Linked DNA regions of Mus musculus: region 2 is linked to region 1. The links are chromatin contacts, called in public Hi-C maps. All regions are on one chromosome and are shown on one strand. Each heading gives the region's core, a stretch centred on a gene start, on an enhancer-like site or on the middle of the called end of the contact. The rest is flanking DNA. Distances are from core to core; before and after follow the strand shown.

Evidence for each region. Hi-C and Micro-C count contacts between places; a contact is called where the count stands out from the background.
Region 2: a Hi-C map of rod photoreceptor shows a contact between it and region 1, with 4 times the contacts expected there. The contact joins the promoter of Naxe here to the promoter of Ssr2 in region 1. A contact is called at or near these places in 2 of 39 promoter capture datasets (liver and pre-B cells) and 1 of 484 Hi-C or Micro-C datasets (rod photoreceptor).

The regions. Positions count from the first base shown.
Region 1 is chr3:88,577,550-88,582,385 of GRCm38.p6, forward strand. Ssr2 (signal sequence receptor, beta) reads left to right here and starts at 2,059. Exons shown (of 6, transcript NM_001356317.1): 1 at 2,059-2,137; 2 at 2,331-2,485; 3 at 3,425-3,523. The coding sequence starts at 2,331.
Region 2 is chr3:88,056,478-88,061,313 of GRCm38.p6, forward strand. Naxe (NAD(P)HX epimerase) reads right to left here and starts at 2,018. Exons shown (of 6, transcript NM_144897.3): 1 at 1,850-2,018; 2 at 1,653-1,761; 3 at 1,444-1,554; 4 at 1,247-1,360; 5 at 509-656; 6 at 46-299. The coding sequence starts at 2,013. The coding sequence ends at 97.

The DNA of each region.
Region 1 (4,836 bases), core at 809-3,308:
TACACAGAAAAACCAAAAATAAGAAGTTTGGGTCTTCAAAGAAAAAGATCACCATTCCAACTGAAGAGTCTGGACAAAGCACACTTTATTCTGTTTGGTTTGTGTCTTAGTTAGGGTTTTACTGCTGTGACCAGACACGATGACCAAGGCAAGTCTTATAAAAAAACAACATTTAATTGGGGCTGGCTTACAGGTTCAGAGGTTCAGTCCATTATCATCAAGGTGGGAGCATGGCAGTATCCAGGCAGGCCTGGCACAGGAGGAGCTGAGAGTTCTATGTCTTCATCCAAAGGCTTCGAGTGGAAGACTGACTTCCAGGGAACTAGGGTGAGGATCTTATACCCACACCCACAGTGACACACCCATTCCAACCAGGTCATACCTATTCCAACAAGGCCACACCTTCAGATGGTGCCACTCCCTGGTCCAAGGATATACAAACCATCACAGTTTGGTTTTTGTTTTTTTGAGAGACAGGGCTTCACCCTGTATTCTTGACCAAGAGACCGAGCTCAAAAGAGCGAACACGTGGAAGCAGGAAGTGCAATTGGATTTTTTCCTAGCTCAGGTGATAGCTGTCTTTTCTGACCTCCTCGAGCACTGGGCATACACATGGTGCACATATGTACATGCAGGCAAAACACTCAAACACATAATAATAAAGTATTCTAAAAAAAAAGTAAATAGTTGTAAGAAGTCAATCAAGCCAGGCAGCCATGGCGCACACCTTTAATCCCAGCACCAGAAGGCAGAAGCAAGTGGATCTCAGAGTTCAAGACCAGCCTGATCTACATAGAGTTCAGGTATATAAAGAACCCCCTCCCCACAAAAAATGGGGGGTAGGTCAATCAAAGGGTTAGGCATTGTTAGCATTTTGTTTAAGCTCCACCCCACAGTTACCTGGCAACAGCCAGGTGTGCCTGACTCACTATAAAAGGGGCTGCTTGCCCCTCCTCTCTCTCTCTCTTTCTCTCTCTCTCTGTCTCTGTCTCTCTCTTTCTCTCTCTCTCTCTCCACTCTTTCTTTCCATGAGCTGATGGCCAGCCTCTACTTCTCCCTCTCTCTCTCTCTCTCCTAACTCTCAGCTCCTCTTCCCATGCCCTGAATAAACTATTCTATACTATACTGTCCTGTGGCTAGTCCCTGGGGGTGGGGGGAAGGGATGCCTCAGCATGAGCCCGCGGTGGCATTCCCTAACCCCACACCTTACCACACATCCACCAAACACATTTCCTCTCCTTATCTTTTTATAAACACAACAGGCATGGTGACACATGCCTTTAATCCTAGTTTCACTTAGACAATAGAAGCCAAGGGATCTCTTGTGAGTTCTAGGCCAGTCTCAAAAAAAGAAGAAAAAAAAGAAGCATAGGGTGTCTGTCCCAGGAGAGCCAGGCGCAGTGGGAGAAGGTTCTCTCATCACCCCACCAGCATCTATAGTAGTGCCAGAGCACAGAGCAGGTGCAGAGTAAACCCATCCTGGATGTAAGAGTGCTACAGAAGGGATGTGGAAGAACTCTCCTGCACATGTGCTATAAGCATGTTTACATGTTCATGTGTTTATGCACATGTGTGTGTGCACATGTAGAGTTCAGAGGAGAACTTGTCGGTGCCCTATTAAATGGGTCCAAGGATTCAAACTCAGGTGGGCAGGCATGGTGGCAAGTGCCTTTACCTGCCGAGGGGTCTCTCTGGCCCTGTTTACTAGTTGTCTGAAGTCTCTATAAAGTGCTAATTACATAAGGCAGTGACTAGCAGCTTGGAAATCTAAGAATTCAAGGAAAGGCTATATCAGCTACTTCAGCCTTAAAACAAAGTCGGCGACTCTTTGAACTTTGAAATTGTGCCTATGCAGCTTATTTCGTTTTAGTTTAAACAGAGGGGTTTTCCATGGGGTAAGCATTAATGAGAAGAAATTGGAGGACACACAGGAAAGAGTCAAGGACTCTAGGTAACTCAACTCCTTTGGGGTATCAGCCGCCATAAAGGGGAAGGTGGGGCTTGTTTCAGAACTACAACATCCATAAGGCACAGGAAGGGACATCAGGGTTTCCGGTCAGATCCGTTTCCGGTCTTTCGGAGGCTGACGTTGTTTTCCGGTTGTCTGTGGCCCAGGGAGGCGTTTGGGGTGCTCACGGTGAGTCTGGGAGACGCAAGAGCGCTGGGGTCCCCGCTGACCCCGCCTGGCCGGCAGCGCGGTACACACTGCTGTGGCTTGGGCTCGCGGCTGCGGACCTGGCGGCGGGGCTGGAGTGTGGCGCCGCACAGGCTGCCTGGCTGGCAGTGTTTCCCATGCTTGGGTCGATTGCTCACTTTGCTTTTTTCCAAAGATGAGGCTGCTGGCGGTTGTGGTGTTGGCTCTGTTAGCCGTCAGTCAAGCAGAAGAAGGAGCCAGGCTTTTGGCCTCCAAATCATTGCTCAACAGATACGCTGTGGAAGGGAGGGACCTGACCCTGCAGTATAACATCTACAACGTCGGCTCCAGGTAACGGCCTAGAGTTCGCCAGCTTCCTTCTGAATTCCGAGTTTCCACGTGGGCATAGAGAACGTTTTGTTGGGGAGTGAATTCTCTTTTGGAGTCCTCCAGTATCGAGTGCAGTGTGTGAGTGAGTGAATGAATGAATGAATGAATATACTAGAGGGCTTACCTTTGTCGGGTGCTTTTTGAAGGTGAAGACATCCTTAGGTGAATTACAAGAAACCACTTTGGGGTCTCAGAAGGCTTTCAAAGGCAGGGATAAATTCAGCTTGTGAAAAAGGAAATGCAGACACAGAGTGTACATCTGTCCTCTTACCTCGGGTGCGGACTCCCAGCTTTCTTCTTTCACTTACAATCACTTTTTTTGTTGTTTGTTGTTTTTCAAGGCCGAGTTTCTTAACTGGCTGTCGAAGAGTCCACTCTTAGACCAGGCTGGCCTCAAACTCACAGACATCTGTCTGTCTCTCACACTGCTTCCCGAGTGCTGGGATTAAAGGCATGGGCCACCACTGCTGGCTCCTATGAGCACTTTTTTGTTGTTCTTTCCTTTTATATATTTTTCCATTTATATCTTACTTCCCCTGTCTAGAATTAGAGCAAGATTACCTTTGGCAATTCACTTCTGAGCAACAGAATCCAGGCCTTGATCTGGATTCTTCAAAACAGGCCCAACTTACTATGGGGGTTTCTTTTGACCAGCAGGTGGATTTTCCAGTCAGTTCCCTTAGTTTTATGTCCCTCACTCTTATTTACTATATGTAAGTACACTATAGCTGTCTTCAGACACTCCAGAAGAGGGCATCAGATTTCATTACAGATGGTTGTGAGCTACCATGTGGTTGCTGGGATTTGAACTCAGGACCTTCGGCAGAGCAGTCGGAGCTCTTAACTGCTGAGCCATCTCGCCAGCCCTGTCCCTCACTCTTTATTTCCTCTGCTTTCCAGCGCTGCATTAGATGTGGAATTATCTGACGATTCCTTCCCTCCAGAAGACTTCGGCATTGTCTCCGGTATGCTCAATGTCAAATGGGACCGGATTGCCCCGTATCCTTTTTTTTAATGGGTGGTGAGGGCTGGGGGAGGAACATTGCCTGGAAAACATCAAGGGGGCTGCAAACAGACTGGATGTGTGGTCTGTTTCTTGTCATATATCTGGGGAGGATGAAGTATCAGCTGAGTGAGTGTGCCTTCTTCCTTCAGGCTGTAAGGCTGTCTGTATCTCCCAAGCTCCATTAGGGAGATGCAGGCATATAAAGGTATCTGTGGCTATGAATGGATATTGAATGTGCTTTTTTTCTTTGCACTGCTGGAGACAGACCTGGGTATTCACACACATTGGGTAAGAAGTGCTCTATACCTCAGGTGCTCTCAAAGCAGATTCAGTGGGGTGTCACCATGGAGACCCCGGGTAACACGTTAGCATCTTCTCTTAGTGTCTGCTTTCTGACTTGAAAGTTATTATTATTTATTCTTATTTTATTTTTATTATTATTACTATTATTGTTGTTGTTTTGGTTTTTCAAGGCAGGATTTTCCTGCATAATCCAGGCTGTCCTGAAACTTGCTGTGTAGACCAGGCTGTCCTCAAAACTCACAGAGATCCACCTGCATGTGCCTCCCAAGTACTGGGATCAAAGGTGTGCGCCACCACTGCACTGTGACAGTTATTTTTTTTTTTTTAAAGATTTATTTATTATTATATGTAAGTACACTGAAGCTGTCTTCAGACACACCAGAAGAGGGAGTCAGATCTTGTTGGGGATGGTTGTGAGCCACCTTGTGGTTGCTGGGATCCGAACTCTGGACCTTCGGAAGAGCAGTCGGGTGCTCTTACCCACTGAGCCATCTCACCAGCCCGTGACAGTTATTTTTAACTGTTGAATTACATAATTAGTTCTCCCCTCTCTGCTTTGTGTATTAAAGTATATTTAGATTTTCTGTGTGTGTGTGTGTGTAGGCAAGAAGACATCAGATGCCTTGGAGCTGTGATTACAGGAAGTTCTGTCCTATGTACTCGGAACCAAACTCCAAGGAATAGGAAGTGTTCCTAACCCTCTGGGCTTTCCCTTCAGCTACCTGTTTCTCTGTATAGCCCTGGCTGTCCTAGAACTCACTCTATAGACCAGGCTGGCCTCGAACTCAGAAATCTGCCTGCCTCTGCCTCCCAAGTGCTGGGATTAAAGGCGTGCTCCACCACTGCCTGGCTACATTTTTCCTATGAGGGTAAATAGTCTCTTTGTATTTGTGTTTGCTGCTTCTGTTTTTATCCTGTGTACTATACTTTTAAGAAGTTCTGTCATGGACTGGGGTGATTTTTTTTCTGTGGGGAAGAGCACTTGTGTTCTTACAGGAGGGAG
Region 2 (4,836 bases), core at 768-3,267, 520 kb before region 1:
CAGCACAACCCACTGATAATTATTAAGGCCAGAAGACTCCAATTTCAAGACAGAAAGTACCAAGTCTTTATTGAGAATCCTGCCTACCCACCTCCCTTACTGTAGACGGTAGACACACTCTGTGTCAGGGTAAGATGGCAGGTTCAGCTGGTACTTCTTCTCTAGAGCAGGTGGTACAAAGCGACCCCCAAGGTAATGATATCGGCCAGTAAAGTGAGTTGCAGACTTCTTGGGTGCCGTCAGTGAGATGAGTAAGTCTGGTTGGATTCCGCTAGGGTTTCCCTTCTCTACATCCCATCCTGAAGAGAGAAAGTAGTATAAGGACATACAGGTGGCCTGGTCCTAAGGAAGAGGGAAAGCCCTCAGTCCCATGTACTATCGGGCTCTGGTTTTCCACAGGGCCAGGCAGCATGAACTTTGCTCCCCAGCCCTAATGTGGGACAGTCCCCTGGGTACCAGCCTTAGCCAGGTTTGAGCACGAGTCTCCCAGCCACCTGAGTCTCAGCACCTGAGGGAATGTCGATGCTAGCAATGGGCACAGTGAGTCCACTCAAGACACTCAGGATGCTGTGGAATGGCTCCCGAACGTCACCCTTGAAACTGAAGCCGAAGATGGCGTCCACCACCAGCTCATACAGCTCGTCCACCATCATGGGCTGGGAGCGTGAGGGAAGGGGAAAGGATGTCAGGAGCTGCTGTCACCTAGGGAGGCCTGTCCCTGCACCCACTGACCACAGAAGCATGTATATAACTGGTTCCTAAGGCACAGTAAAGAGGAGTTGCTCATTCAGGACAGTCTGAATCCAGGCCTGAGTACCTACCTGCCTGTCACTGGTGAGAAGGGGTGACTGCCAGTCTCAGGCTTCCTGACACTGGAAGCCAGAAGAGACTAGTTCTGTTCTGCATATCAGTGTCTTCATCCATAGAATAAGCTGGGGCTTTCTGGTTTTTGTTTTGTTTTAATTTCTGACTTCCCACCCTTTAATCCATGCATCTACAGAAAAGGTTCAGGATGAGGCCCTGAGGGCCAGATTATTGTTAGATGCATGTTGTGGGAGTTGTTTGGCTGCAGAATAGGAGTGCCTGGAAAGTCGTGGAGCACACAGTCTGGAGGGGCTTCTACACCACTTTTTTTCAGAGAACACTTTTAGGGCAGACAGACACTAGGCAGGCCAGCTTGATCTGAAAATGGGAAGGGCAGGACAGGGGCAGTACTTACTGTAGAAACAGGCATCAACCCACCTACCTCTGGGGGCATTTCACCAAGGAAAGGAATGTCCATTTTCTGACACTGAGTCACTAGCCCAGTGAAGAGGGGCTTGTTAGGTCTTTTGGGGTAATAGATAGTTGGCTGGTAACCCTAGTTGAAAAGGAAAGTAGCCATTCAATCTCCGATCCCGAGTCTTCATACCTTGCCACAAAAAACTCCGTTCACATACTTACAAAAAGTTTGAGGTGTCGCGCACAGACCAGCCCATCCCCTCCGTTATTTCCGGGGCCACAGATGACCAAGACAGTCGGGGGACTCTTGGACATAGACGTGGGGGGATAAGCCTGAAGGCAGAAGTGCAGAGGGCAGTCACCGCTGTGTGCGCCACCGCCGGGGACCTCCCCACCTGCACCTCACTGAGGTTTCTCGCTGTGCCGCTTACCTTGGCAATAGCCGTGGCACAGCTCAACCCGGCCAGCTCCATGAGTTGATCCACGCTGAACTGATACTCGTTAAAAAGCTCTTGGTCCACGGCCTGAGCCTCCTCCTGACTGAGGGAAGTCCTGGCCTGAGTCCGCCCCTGGGGTGCTGGGGCCGCGGCCTGCCCTGCCCCGCCCCCGCGGGAGAGGGCGGCCGTACCTTAAGTACTTCACCGCAGCGCCCGCCATGGTCTCCGAGCCCCGGCGCTGTGTTCCCCACCAGATGGGCCTTGCACGACACACACTCTGCTGGCTGATGACCCGTGGCAGGCGCGAGCCCGCAACCAGCAGCCCCAGCCCCAGCAGCGTCCGCAGCCCGGACATTCGACTAGCAGAGCGCCGCTCGCACGGCGCATGCGCAGGGCCCGCCCCGCCCCAGAGCCTCTGCATCTAACCGTCCGTTCCTAGTCCCAGACTATCAGGCGTTCCGCCCACCTTCGTTCCGCCCTGCGTTCTCACCTTTCCCCGGCGTCGCAGAGTTCCAAACAGATGTGCTTCGCTCCCTCTGCAGTCCTGGCTGGCCACCATCTTGAAGCAGTTCTGTTGCCTCCTTGCTGAAAGGTGTGATTGCACGCAGTTTTTTAAAAATTAGTATCTTTGACCTCTCGCTGCCCCTGCTTTTTACAGGGTTTCTCTGTAGCCCTGGCTGTCCTGGAACTCACTTTGTAGACCAGGCTGGCCTCGAACTCAGAAATCCGCCTGCCTCTGCCTCCCAAGTGCTGGGATTAACGGCGTGCACCACCATGCCGACTTGTTTGTTTTTAACATTTAAAAATGCAAGGGTTGGAGGGAAGAGGCATGCACGTGCCTTGCTGCACATATAGAGGTCAGAGGACAATTTCTGTGCATCCGATCTCTCCATCCAAAGAGTAAGATCCGAGGATCAATCACAGGTTGTCAGTGCCCTTGCTCTTCAAGTGGTTTTGTGGACCTCTGCCCTGTCTGTTTTACTTATGTAATGTAGAAAATAGAATTTTTAAGGCTGTGATAGTGGCAGGAACTTTAGATTACTCCGGTAATTGTACTTCAAGTCCAAGGTTCTGTGGTCTTACGCAGGACCTCACCAGCTTTATTTTTCTGATTTCACTAGCATGTGAGTTACTCAAGGCTCCTTACAGATTTGCTGGAAAATATTTAGTTAGTTTATTTTTGGTCAGCTGATTTTGTTTTCAGTTGTTTCAGAGTATGGGTATGTGCGGTCACACAGGTGCCCTCGGGAACCAGAGGTGTCAGGTCCCCAGAACTACAAGCAGTACAAGCAGTCTCATGTGGCCTAGGCTGCCTTGGATCTTATGTCTTACGTTGCAAAAATGGCTTTAAATCCCTGATCCTCTGAGATTCTGGGTCTGAGCCACTGTAGCTGGCTTTATTTAAGTTTAGTGTTTGTTTGTTTGTTTGTTTATGTATAGGTTGTGAGCCATGTGGTTGCTGGGAATTGAACTCAGGACCCCCTGCTTGCTCTTGGCCCTCTTGTTCCGGTGGAAAGCTTTATTTATTATATGTGAGTACACTGTAGCTGTCTTCAGGACACGCCAGAAGGTGTCAGATCTCGTTACGGGTGGTTGTGAGCCACCATGTGGTTGCTGGGATTTGAACTCAGGTCCTCTGGAAGAGCAGCCAGTGCTCTTAACCACACTGAGCCATCTCTCCAGCCCTGAAGATTCATTTCTAAAACACAATGTGAAATATGTTTATTTGGCATAGATAATATGTTAAGCACTTACACATACCAGGTGCTAACATGAACCACCTCACTTCATAGCAACCTTAGTATTCCCGTTTCAAAGATTAATTAAAAAAGAAAAAAAGGAAGACCTGCCCACCTGCCCAGTGATAATGATGGCTGGTGGTGGAGCTGGGATCTCAGCAGGCTGACCTTACAGCCTTCTGCAACTTATCCTGTTGATTTCATTCTGATGGGCTGTGACTATAGAACAATACAGAAAATATCCCATCCACAGAACTCAGGAGACAACCAATGAGAGCTGTTTCTACAATCGCTGCCTCCCCTTTATTGCCAGCATGCAACCTTTCAGGTTTTCTTAATTCTGCCAAACCCCTAGTGTATTTTTAGCCTATCATAGATAAGAATATTCAATCAGATTAAGGAGGTTGGCTAGGGGCCTGACGCAATAGCAACATTCCTTTTTTTTTTTTTTTTTTTTTTTTGGGTTTTTCGAGACAGGGTTTCTCTGTATAGCCCTGGCTGTCCTGGAACTCACTCTGTAGACCAGGCTGGCCTCGAACTCAGAAATTCACCTGCCTCTGCCTCCCGAGTGCTGGGATTAAAGGCGTTTGCCACCACGCCCGGCAATAGCAACATTCTTGTGTGGCAGACACCATCATTTGCTCCTCTAAACCCATTCTCCTTCCCTAGCAGATCCTGATATTCATATCTTTGTGGAGTGGCACAACAAAACCCAGCATTCTTCCGTCTCCCTCCAGCCAGTAAGAGTGGCCATTTAATTAAATGTTCACCACTAATGAACAGAAATGATATGGATATAGACAGACAGACAAATAGAGATATAGAGCCACTCCTATAGAGTACTATTTTGGAGGGGTGTGCTATTTTGTGTGATTTTTTTATTTGTTTTTGAGGCAGGGTCCTACCATGAGCTCCGGCTGTCCTGGAACTCACTATGTATACCAGGCTGGCCTTGAACTCACAGAGATCTGCCTCTATCTGCCTACCAAGTGGTGAGATTAAAGGAATGCACCACTATGCCTGGCTTCATAGTGTACTTTTAAAAGATCTCCTCCACTTCTTTCTTATTACTGGGCTGGATTGAAGGCACGATGCTTGTCTTAGTTAAAGAGTTACTATTGCTGTGATGATTCATGACCACAAAGTAAGGTGAGGAGGAAAGGGCTCATTTAACTCACACTTCCACATCACAGTACATCCTCGAGAAAATCAGAAGAGGAACTCAAATAAGGCAGAGGCCATGGAGGTGTGCTGGCTTGCTCATCATGGCTTGAACAGCCTGCTTTCTTATAGACCCCAAGACTACCAGCCAAGCATGGCACCACCCACAGTGGGCTAGGTACACCACCCAATGCTAACTAAGGAAATGCCCTGCGGCTGGATCTTATGGAGGCATTTTCTGTTGAGGTCCCCTCCTTTCAGATAACTCTAGCTTGTTT